Regions from separate parts of the Zea mays genome. Here region 1 is linked to region 2. The links are chromatin contacts, called in public Hi-C maps. All regions are on one chromosome and are shown on one strand. The core of a region is the stretch at or near the end of the contact, and the rest is flanking DNA. Distances in the headings are between cores, read along the strand shown. Region 1 holds the start of LOC100282866 (cellular retinaldehyde-binding/triple function, C-terminal). Region 2 holds the start of LOC100277128.

Evidence for each region. A called contact is a pair of places that touch in the nucleus more often than the background predicts.
Region 1: a Hi-C map of endosperm shows a contact between it and region 2, with 2.8 times the contacts expected there. The contact joins the promoter of LOC100282866 here to the promoter of LOC100277128 in region 2. A contact is called at or near these places in 9 of 25 Hi-C or Micro-C datasets (ear, endosperm, leaf and 2 more).

What each region holds. Positions count from the first base shown.
Region 1 is chr5:198,105,162-198,110,761 of Zm-B73-REFERENCE-NAM-5.0, forward strand. LOC100282866 (cellular retinaldehyde-binding/triple function, C-terminal) reads right to left here and starts at 1,324. Exons shown (of 3, transcript NM_001155772.2): 1 at 1,107-1,324; 2 at 733-1,006; 3 at 260-637. The coding sequence starts at 1,239. The coding sequence ends at 415.
Region 2 is chr5:197,907,256-197,912,553 of Zm-B73-REFERENCE-NAM-5.0, forward strand. It overlaps LOC100277128, which reads left to right and starts at 3,258. Exons shown (of 13, transcript NM_001150784.2): 1 at 3,258-3,490; 2 at 3,606-3,717; 3 at 3,827-3,939; 4 at 4,125-4,471; 5 at 4,603-4,678; 6 at 4,894-4,980; 7 at 5,101-5,181; 8 at 5,272-5,298. The coding sequence starts at 3,326.

The sequences.
Region 1 (5,600 bases), core at 74-2,573, 200 kb after region 2:
CTCTCACCAAACGAGCCCGAAATGAAAAAAATAGGGCTTAGCCTGCCAACCAAGTATCTTCTCTATATATTTTTGTGTCACCTTTGTTCCAAGTAACCTCTTTGATGTCAAGTAACGTCTTCGATAGGAGGCAAAGACCGATCAGTGATCACACTATGGTTCCTGTTTGGTGGATTAGCGATTCTATTGGTGTTCACTTGTTCTGCTACCTATGTTCGCGTTCTTTGATCAGCTTTTCCATGCTACTCTTGCACACTTGCAGAAGCCATCTCGGTACTCCAAATTTTATCCATTATAAATACACAGCTAAACTACAGTACCGAAGCGCTATGAAGCCATGCAGCTACCTCCTACCAACCAGAACACAGAAAGCACGCCGTACCGGCGGGAATCGGGATGCCACTGTCCAGGCGACTAGGAGACGCAGCGGAGCGAGTGCAGGGACGCCGAGGTGTCCATGGACGCGGCGTCATACATGCAGCGGGTCTCCGTCGCCTCGATGCCGTAGTCCATCAGCGGGCGGCGCTCCAGCTCGTCGTCGTGCTCGCGCACGCAGTCGGGGACCTCCAGCTGCTCCTTGTCTATGTGGGCCCAAACGTACTCAAGCCGGCTCATGTATCGCAGCTTCTCATACAACCTGCAAGAGTAGATCCCGCACCCCGTAAAAATTCTGCTCCGCGGGCATGCCGAATGCAAACAGCAGCCGAGCGGATCAGGGATTCGCTACCGTACCCTGAGCTGAAGAGGAAGCGCCCGAAGGTGGCGAAGAAGATCCTGGACTGGAGGGCCGGGTGCACGAAGTAGACGGCGCGCAGCCTCTCCTTGGCCGCGGCCGGCAGCGTCTCGTACGCGCCGCGGATCGCACCGACGCCGGGGAAGTTGTGGCCGCGATCCACGCGGGAGTGCATGTACACGACCACGAACTCGCGGTCCCCGATCTCCGGGAGGATGCGCTCCCGCAGGTACGACCGCAGCGCCTCCTCCGCCCGGCCGCCCAGCGCGCGCGCTGCAAACGAGGCGGAGGCAACGTCCGTCAGTTCCACCACGGCACGGCGAAGCCCGCCTGCGATCTGGGCAAATTCTGAATCGCTGGTAAGGTGTACTACCTGGAAAGTAGTTGCCGACGATCCTGACGACGGCACGGCCCTTCCGGTCACGGCCGTGCAGGGTGATCGCCCGGCTGCGCTCCAGCAGCAGCGCCGGCTCGCCCATAGAGCCCTTCTCAACTGTAACCGCCATGGCTTCAGTTCCGTGGTCACACTCCTTTGAGTTTGCGTGCGTGCGTGCGTGCTCAGTGTTCGTACCGGTACGATTCGCGTGTTTTGAGGAGGTCACACGGGGGTGCGTTTAAATACGGCCGATCCGGTCCGAGCGGCTCGGCGTGGGCTGACGGGAGTAGGGTTGGCAGGCGCGGCGGGGCCTGGCCACTGGGCCATCGCGCGGGGATGGGCGCAGGCGGTGGATGCGATATCCCGCGGAATATGCTGGGGATAATTCTGTTTGGGCGGGCGTTCTTGCGTGTGCAAACTGCAGACAATCGGGTCGACGTGCCTATACTTGTTTCTGTGGGCGGCAGGCCGGCAGCTTGCACGCGATCCGAGCCGACGGGATGAGCTGCGCTGCGTGGTCTCATCGCTTGCGCTGGAGCAAGGAGTGAACGATATACTTGGCCAATGGGCCGTGACGGGCTGACGGCACGGGCTCATCATGGACCAGGCCGATTTTAGTCGAATTGAGACACCATGACACGCCGTGCCGTGTCCAACCGTGTGTCGAATCTAAGCTAAAGCATAACATAGCATATAGGTGTACATTTGGGCCGGGTCTGGTGGGCCGGCCCAAAGCACGAAAAAAAAGCACGATCCAGGCACGGCACGGCCCGAAATAATTTAGTGTCGGGCCGGGTTTAGACCGAGGTCACGGCTCATGGGCGGGCACGAGCACGGCCCGTTTAAGGCAGGCACGAAATGGCCCATATAGAGGCACGAAAAGGCCCATATATTTATTAAAACCACACTTTCATGTGCTTGATAAATAACATAAAGCTAGAGATAATGCTAGTTAGATGTTTTTTTAGCTTTGAATTAGAGTGTGTGATGTAATTTTTGCTTTTGTTATGAACATTAGACAATAAACTGAACTTACGAACTTTGTATAGAGCTGATTATACTCTTTTTTCTTCTAACAAAATGATTTATAAACGAGGTAGTCATTGCATAGTTGTGGTAACTTTAATACAAATACTAAGTTTGATTTTGTTCAAATTTATTTGTCTTATCTTTTATTTTTTTTATTTTTTTTTGAATTTTGGGCTCTAATGTGAATTTTGGGCCAAAAATTGAATTTCGGGCCTAAAATTGAATTTCGGGCCGTAATGTGAATTTCGGGCTTTTATAATTTCGGGCCGCCCGAAATGAGCCCGGCACGTTTAAGCAATTACGGGTCGGACCGTGGGCCGAGGGCTAGGCCCATGGGCCGGCCCGGCACGGCCCGAAATTCAAACGGGCCGGGTCGGCCCGAAATTCAAACATTACGGGCCTTTTCGGGCTTGGGCCGGGCCGGGCCGGGCGGCCCGAATGTACACCTATAATAGCATGACAGGAGCGGGTTGACTCGCTAAAAATTTCCTTCTGGAGGAGTTGTGAGGCATTAACCTTCTAACTGTCGTGAGGGGAAGAAAACTCAAGGGTTGCGCTAATGCAAGATTCACCCTCCATTAGTTAGCAACTGAAAGTTGTAAACATCGACCAACTACAACTCAAACAAATAGTCTAGTGTTCAAGCAAAACAAACATGTTTCAAGCATCACACGAGTGCGAAGACAAGCAGACTCCACACTCTAGTACTAAGGCTCAAACAACCTACATAGAGATGGAAATCACCAAAGAGATCCATTTGCATGACCCGCTCATCCACATCGGCATTCGCATGGGTCCTGTTGCCTCTCCCACCCGGGCCGATGGATGCACCTCAGCACTAGGGCAGGTGGTAGAGGCGATGTATGAATTGATATTGCAATACGTGTAGAGCACCAATAGTAATTGAGATAGCGAGATCAGACCCAAGGAAGATGATTAGTTAATTGGATTTATGGATGGAATTGAGGTTTAAGGTTTAGGGTATTTTTCTATAGGACATGGTAAAATGGAAAGAAATGAGGTAGTGGGACCACCATAGAGGCATCAACCGACCATGCTTATGGATCCACCAGCCTTTCCAAGCTTCCATGATCCATGTTACATACTTCTAAGTGATTCTTCGCACTTGGGTCAATCTTATGTTTCTTCCCAAGGGTGAAAGATGAAGTTACATGGATTGATGGGCCGATAATAAAGTTAACCAATGTGCCAACTGCCAACACACTTTTCAGGGTGCACACCCACTTAAGGCCCAATCAAGAGGGTCCCCACCAGAGGGTGACCCCATAGGACAGAAAGGGGGTTGATCGATACACCCCATTTGTTGCCTAACCCCCTAAGTATGTCCATCTAACATAATTGCCTTCGAGCGTACCTCGATGCAAGAAAGCACAAATGCGACACATCTAAACACCCCATTTGAAGTCGGTCAAGTGGTTACAATGTGCAACATATGGATCCATGGACCCGCCTCTGCTTGCCTATAAATAGAGGTTCACACCTATCCCTCTTGATTCATGGCTTCAAGTGAAGAGTAGCATTGCTCCATTTTACCCTTAGTAGTGCAAGATAGTTTAGTGTGGGTGTTAGAGTAGTGAGTTTGTTCTAGTTTCTAGATTAATCTTTTTGGAGAGTCAGGTATAGCTCTTATACCCCTTTTTAGTAAGACTTTACTTCGTTTAATATGTTTATTCTTTATATACTTTACTAAGTTGTTACTTTGTACAACTTTATACTTACTATATTATTGTTGTGATATATATATTATCTTATAGTCCTACATATTAGATCGATGATCCAAGACCCACACTTGTATATGACCATTGTTTTTTCATTTCATGCACTAATTGGCCTATGTAGAGTAGTGAGAGTACATGTAAACATGGTGTTTATACTAGATCTTCTATTAGATTGCCGCTTTTGCTAGCATATGATGACAACCATGTTTATTTTTTTTATATCTTATCATGTGGTTTAAGCAAGTTGTTAAAAAGGCCGGTGAGGCTCCCGAAATAAGGTGGCTGCTTCGACTTGGAGTTTTGTCCTCCTACTATCTCAACGACCTCCTAAGGCTTTGTTTGGTTACCTGCAGTTTCTCAGGATGAGATAAAATTTATCAACTAGACATCCAAACAGTTTGTATTCCATGTCTTGGATAATGTGCTATCTGAAATAATCTCAGTTATCAACCATACACTACATTTTCTTGGGTATTGTGCACTATCTAGATTCTGAAAATGAACCGGTTCCAAACGTGGCCTAAGTATACCCATTATATATATAGAGTCGATCTATTTGTGGTAATTGTACGATTAAGGTAGAAACAGCAAATCCTTTGCTCCCCATAAATATAAAACAGTTCATGGGCATGACGTACGTACGTATGCTGGTGCACTCAAACCTGATACGGCCGCATCATGTAGTACTCCGGTTCCGGTCAAAGCGGCACACGCGTGAATGAATGCGGTACGCAGACGAGCAGCCGCAATGATACGCCGGCCACGCTCAGTCAGAGCATGCAGCGCAGGGCGCAGCGGCCTCCGCAGACGGCAACCGCTCACTCCTCCAGTCCTCCGGCCTCCGCAGCATCGGCATGCAGCTGCCACATGATTGCCCTCCTCGGACCCCTCGCCTCGCCGAGTCGCCGGGATCAATGCGACGTGATGGGCTAGCACATCGCCTATACGTTCGTCTGCCTGCGTGCAAATGATTTCGCTTTGGGAAATGATCTTTTTCTTGCAGCGGAGATGAGCCAGAGCCCAGATGGCAGTGGCAGATGAGGCCGCTTTCCCTTGGATGGCTTTGGGGGAGCTCACGGCAGCATGCAGTTGCCCGTAGTACTGTACAGTAGAGGCAAAAGAGCTCGCTCTGTGAGCTGTGCAGTGCAAATCATCACTTCAGTCGCTAGCTACGCTACCTGTTCTTAATTTTTTATTAGTGCAGTCACAATTCGTATATAATAATTTCCGAATACTGCCTCTCGCGCTGATTGCTCTGATTGGTTGGATGCTATGTTTTCTTCTGTATATTTCGCGTAAGTATATGTTGCTGGTCGAGGACTAGGACCATGCATGAATTATGATTGAGGCTGAGGATTTGCTAGCTGGACTAGGACCAGAAGAAAGTGCTCAATCTATCACTAATAGCCTTGCGCAAGGGAGAAGATGAACTTTTTGGCCTTTTCCACGGTATATAAAAGCTAGCATAAATCTATTATGCCCTGTCTGTCTGGTCACTAAGAAAAAAAAGAAATTAAAATATATATTACCAGGTGTAGAATCTTACTTTGCCTAAAATCTAGAACTCAGAGTGGAGAGAAATTCACCTTCGCACTTGCAAGAGTCCGCCATTGGAAGGAGAGACTTCGGTCATAGATCGACGTCGGAGTCGGTATGCGATGGCAGTGGCCATAAGGGTCCAGAGGCCATGGTCATCCTCTCACTAACCCATCTATTATGCGCT
Region 2 (5,298 bases), core at 2,008-4,507:
CTGATGGAGGTTACCAGCTGAGATTAGGAGTCTTGGGGGTACCCCTAATTATGGTCCCCGACAATTTAGAACCTTTTGAGCTCTCTTTATAACATGACGACTATTTATCCTAAATCTAATCATGCATGCACTCTATTGTATCTTGATTGGTAAAAACAAAATGCCCTAGCAATACCTTTGTCTTAAGCCTTTGTATTTTGCTTTTCTTCTTCTTTTTTCTATGTTGAGCACTTGATTATCCTTTGTGGCCTCCACCATTCTCCTTATGGTTTCTAATCCTGCTCAACCATGGGTATAGACTAAATATATCTCACATACAACATCATAATAAAGGTTACTCCACTAGTTGTTTTAATTATCGAACCCACACAATCTCCCAAAATTAGTGTATGGACAGAGCATGCACGTGGCATAGTTTGACATTAATGAATGTGGGAGTATTTAGTGCGACCACTATGTTGTTTGCTTCGGATTAAAGCCTTTGAACTGCTGCAGCTACAATTCATAGAGAACAAAGATTGTAAAAGCCAGTACAAATTAAAGTCAAACGGAGAGTCTATTTAGCTGCTACAGTTATATGTAGGAGCTCGTTTAACACTATTCTGTTTATTTAGATGACTGATGGATCGAACTGGCCGATAGAGGTTACTCACGTGTAAGGACTCAAAGGGCAAAATTTAACACAGTGCAGTCAAGAACGGGGAGAAATATAGACACATATACACTGTACCATACCACACACTATCGACCAACGTGGATGCTAGCCGTAGGCAGGCGGCGCGGCGCGCGAGTGGCCTATCAGGCTAGTTCTAGTGCACCATCCATCTCTTGTCCACCTACGTCATCTCTCGACTCCACTCTCGTCCCTATTACTCTAATACATAGACTGCAGCAAGATATAACCTCAGTCTATAGCGCCATCAGCTTTTATATTTTAGAATTAATTATTCATAGCGATTTGTTTCAACGGCTAAAAATTACACAACTTAATTTTACATACTACTTAAAATAAAATTACATATAATTAGAAAAAACCACGAGATGAGATAGTGTGTAAAATAAGCTCCAACTAAGTGAGAGTATTTATAAATGGACTCAGAATGAAAATTTCTAATTTTATATATTTTTTTGAATTTTTTAGACTCCAAGCAATTACCAAGTGTTAGTACGCGTGGATGGACCAAACAGAGACCGCAACTCACTCTCGCAGTCTCGCTCCGCCTGTCTCGCTCGCCAGCACCCACTTGAACACACGGCCCCGCCCCGCCTGAATTTTTTATATTTTAGCCCTTCCTCAGAAAAAAATTCATGTTTGGACCTTAGAAAATTTTAATGTCATTTTTGGACCAAAATAACATTAAAATTTTCTAAAGTCCAAACGTGAATTTTTTTCCGAGGAAAGGCTAAAATATAAAAAATTCGGCCGCCCCGCCCCGCTATCGTCCGCCTATTGCTCTACCACCTCAATTCACTCTCCCGTGCCGGCTAGAGTGAAGCTATAAGCCCGATGTCGCCGGGCGCCGCCGCCATCGGCCGCCCCTCTCCTGCCCACACAGATGCTTCCTCTCGGCCTCACTCTAGCCCCCATTGGCACCGGCCTCGGCCTCAGAGGTAAGCAGTACGTATACGTGGGCCGGTGGCCGGCTTGAGCTAGATGAGCTGGACAACGCGTTCGTTTCATATTTTCATCGTTTGGACGAATATTCTCAACCGCACTGCTGTACAGTCATGAGAATGTTTTTTTTTGTTTGAGGGGGGTGTCAATTATAATTGTGCAGGGATAACGTTGGTGAGGCTGCTCCTCTTAAAATATGATGACCGAGAATGGGCTGGGCTCCTGGGAGAATAATCGATGTTGTCGTGTTGACGGCTAACTACCATATTTATTTATGCTATTGCATATACGTTAGCAGTCAAGCAGTTCCACTGAGGATTACCTTAGCATCGTTTGTTCGTTCATACAGGGAACAGACTGGCTACCTTAGCATTTGACACGTTACATTCATTGACTCCACCAACAGATGGATGGAGAAAATAGACATGTGGGAACGTATCTCGTATGCGTCTCCACAGGTAAGTCCCTGTGTGTGTCATTGCGCTGTTTGTACGGCAGTTAATTTCCTGTAGGAATGGTTCAGATTTCTGTAGGTGAAGCCCACTTGAGGTTGGGCTGTCATCTCTGAGGCCCAGCCTTTAGAATACGATCCACTCGAAGGAACGGAGCAGATCTCTGGGGGGTGGGGGACACCCAGACGGTCAGGAAGTCCACCTAACATTACAAGGCCAAGCCCGTTTTTTTCTTCTGAATATGATGAATCGTCCATTAACAAGAAAATCTAACCCTAGATCCAAACGGGCGAAAGAACACATATGAATCTCACTGCGGAAAATTGCGGGATCAATTTCGTTCAGCATGATCCTTCGGCGTCTGAAAAACTCGAGCATGTCTCGGCGTATCGCTATTTTGTACATGTACACTTGCGTATTTCATCTATAATTAATAAGCTGTCGAAAAGTACTTGCCGCAAAGTCCCTGATACGGCCTTATTGCACTAGACATTGAGATTCCCCGCGATCAGGCAGGCAGCAAGGCCCCCTTTTGAACCCCAGATGCATGCGAAACTACTCCACGTGACACGGCATGAAGCTCTTAGAGCAGATCTGCAACGGACCTGAAGCGACCTCCCCCACTGAACAAGCAACCTGCTCCTATACTCTATAGAGCAGCAGACAAAATTAGGCCGACGGGGGCTCAGGCTCAACTCAGCCCACTTCGCCATCATCATTACCCGAAAGCAAGAACAAATGTCACCCAGCCCGGTGAACCATATTCGACCGCGCCACTGCACCCTTCCATTCCCGTCAGGAAATCGGGGGCCGCAAGCAAGCCACCGGGGACCCAATCATCTCCCGGCGAGTGGGGTGGAGTGCACTCCAAAACGCGCCCGCACTGTCGATGCCCCATGCGTACAAGGCACTGGAAGTCCGGGAGCTCCGTTCGCCCCGGTCGCCATCGCGGCGGCGCGCCACGCCCATACAAACGGCGCCACCGTAACAGACCGGGCTGTTTGGCTCGTTCGGGCACGGCGCGCGAATCCGGCGAGCTGCGATGTCACCTTTTACTGATAGACCGACGCCCTAAGGAACGGTGAAAGTTTTGATGTGATGCGTGAGCCCCACGCCATTCCTTGTAAGTAAGCATTGTGCTCGCCTCTGCGTGAGGGTAGTATAAGAGACCGGAACAGAGTGACATTAATAAACGCATGCAATCTATCACCGCCTCAGCTCGTGCTCTCTGCTCTGCACTATCTACTACCAAAGAAAGATGAAGGACTTGGCGGGGCTGGGGCACCTGTTCGTGGTGTCCTTCCTGTTCCACTTCGCCTCCTTCATGGTGATCCCGGCGGTCACCGACGTCACCATGGAGGCCGCCTGCCCCGGCCGCGACGAGTGCTCCGTCGCCATCTACCTCAGCGGCTTCCAGAACGCAGTGAGCATCATTCATTCGCACGCATGCCTGCCTGATCACTCGCCACCACCAGCTGTGTCGACATGCATGCCAGGATCCATGACACCCCGGCGCTCTCAACGTACGCCCAATGCAGGTCACCGGGATGGGGGCGCTCGTCGTCACCCCCATCGTCGGGAACCTGTCGGACAGGTACGGCCGGAAGGCGCTCATGACGCTGCCGGTCACCGTAGCCATCGCGCCGCTGTGTAAGTGGAGTGGAGCTTATTTCCAGCATGCATGGCCTGCAGGCCATTACGCGGCATCTCTGCTCAGATTTGGACAAGCTTCACCTCTCTTGTTTTTTTTTTTGGGCAGTTATACTGGCATGCGGCCGCTCGGAGGTGTACTTCTACGTGTACTACGTGGCCAAGATCATCGCCGGGGTCTTCTGCGAGGGCACCATGCATTGTCTCTGCCTTGCCTACGTGGTAAAAACTACGGGTCGCAACTATCCAAGTCACGCATATATAGTGTGTATATTGCCAAGAAACGAAAATAATAATAATAAAATAAGGAATAATAATCTAGAAGAGAAAAAAAATCACAAACCACGAAAAGTGACGATGGAGCAAACGGCGAGATCTTGACCAGGTCGAACGTGTGGACAACGCAGGCTGACCACGTGGGCCCCAGGCGTCGCGCGGCGGCGTTCGGCCTCCTCTCCGGCGTGTCGGCAGCCGGGTTCGTGTCGGGGACCTTGACCGCGCGCTTCCTCCCGACCGCATCCACCTTCCAGGTCGCCGCCGCCGTGGCCGTGGCGGCAGCGCTCTACCTCAGGGCCTTCCTCCCCGACGCTGGCGGCAGCGTCTCCTGCGCCGACGAAGCCTGCGACCCTCTCCTCCAGGATTCGTCCTGCGCCTCTTCCACATCATCCTCCGATGAAGAGCTCTCGCCTCGGCTGCCGCCGCATAAGGGAGGCCTGCCGTCTCTGTCCGACATGGTCGCGCTTCTCACTGGCAGGTTAAGAAAAAAATTCTCTTGTGTGTATAGCAGTTTTTGTGACCCTGCACTCTACTTCTCTAGTCTCTAGAGGACCGTTTACTCTTGGAGTTTCTGAGTGCTCTACTGATGTTGGTTTACTCCTCGTGTAGTCTGGCCTTGTCGGGGGCAGCAACCATCACTTTCTTCTACAGTCTAGGTGAACATGGGCTTCAGACTGCATTGCTGGTATGAAAATTTTCCATCCGACAATAGATTTCAGTTGACGTTTGTGATTTTTAGTTTTTCAGTCTAGGAGAAGGTCTAGCACTAAAGATAGCAGGAGTTTATCACCAGCTTTCGAATTGTATTTTACTTTTGATCATTTGCATCCACCAGCCATGATTTATAATTTTATATGTTTTCAAATGCTATATGCTTCTCTGTGGTCGAATCCTATGCAGTACTACTTGAAGGCACAATTTGGTTACAACAAAGATGAGTTTGCTAATCTACTTCTAATTGTCGGTGCTGCCGGGATGCTATCACAGGTACCAAAATAATTTGTTACGTGGAAGCTATAGCATTAGTTTTTCGGTCATTTCAAGGCTGCAGTAGTATTCGTTCATTCAAGAGATGTAATTTATTTTTCTCACGCTTGATGTTTGCAGCTCACTGTAATGCCTATCTTGGCTCCGATTCTGGGTGAAGAGATGCTGCTTATTGTTGGGCTTCTAGGTGGATGTACTCATGTAATAACTTTCAGCGAGACTTTTACCCAATCCTTAATGACAACATTTTTCGGGTTTTTTGGCTAAATAAATTAATTTGAAATATTGCAGGTTTTCTTGTATGGCATTGCATGGTCA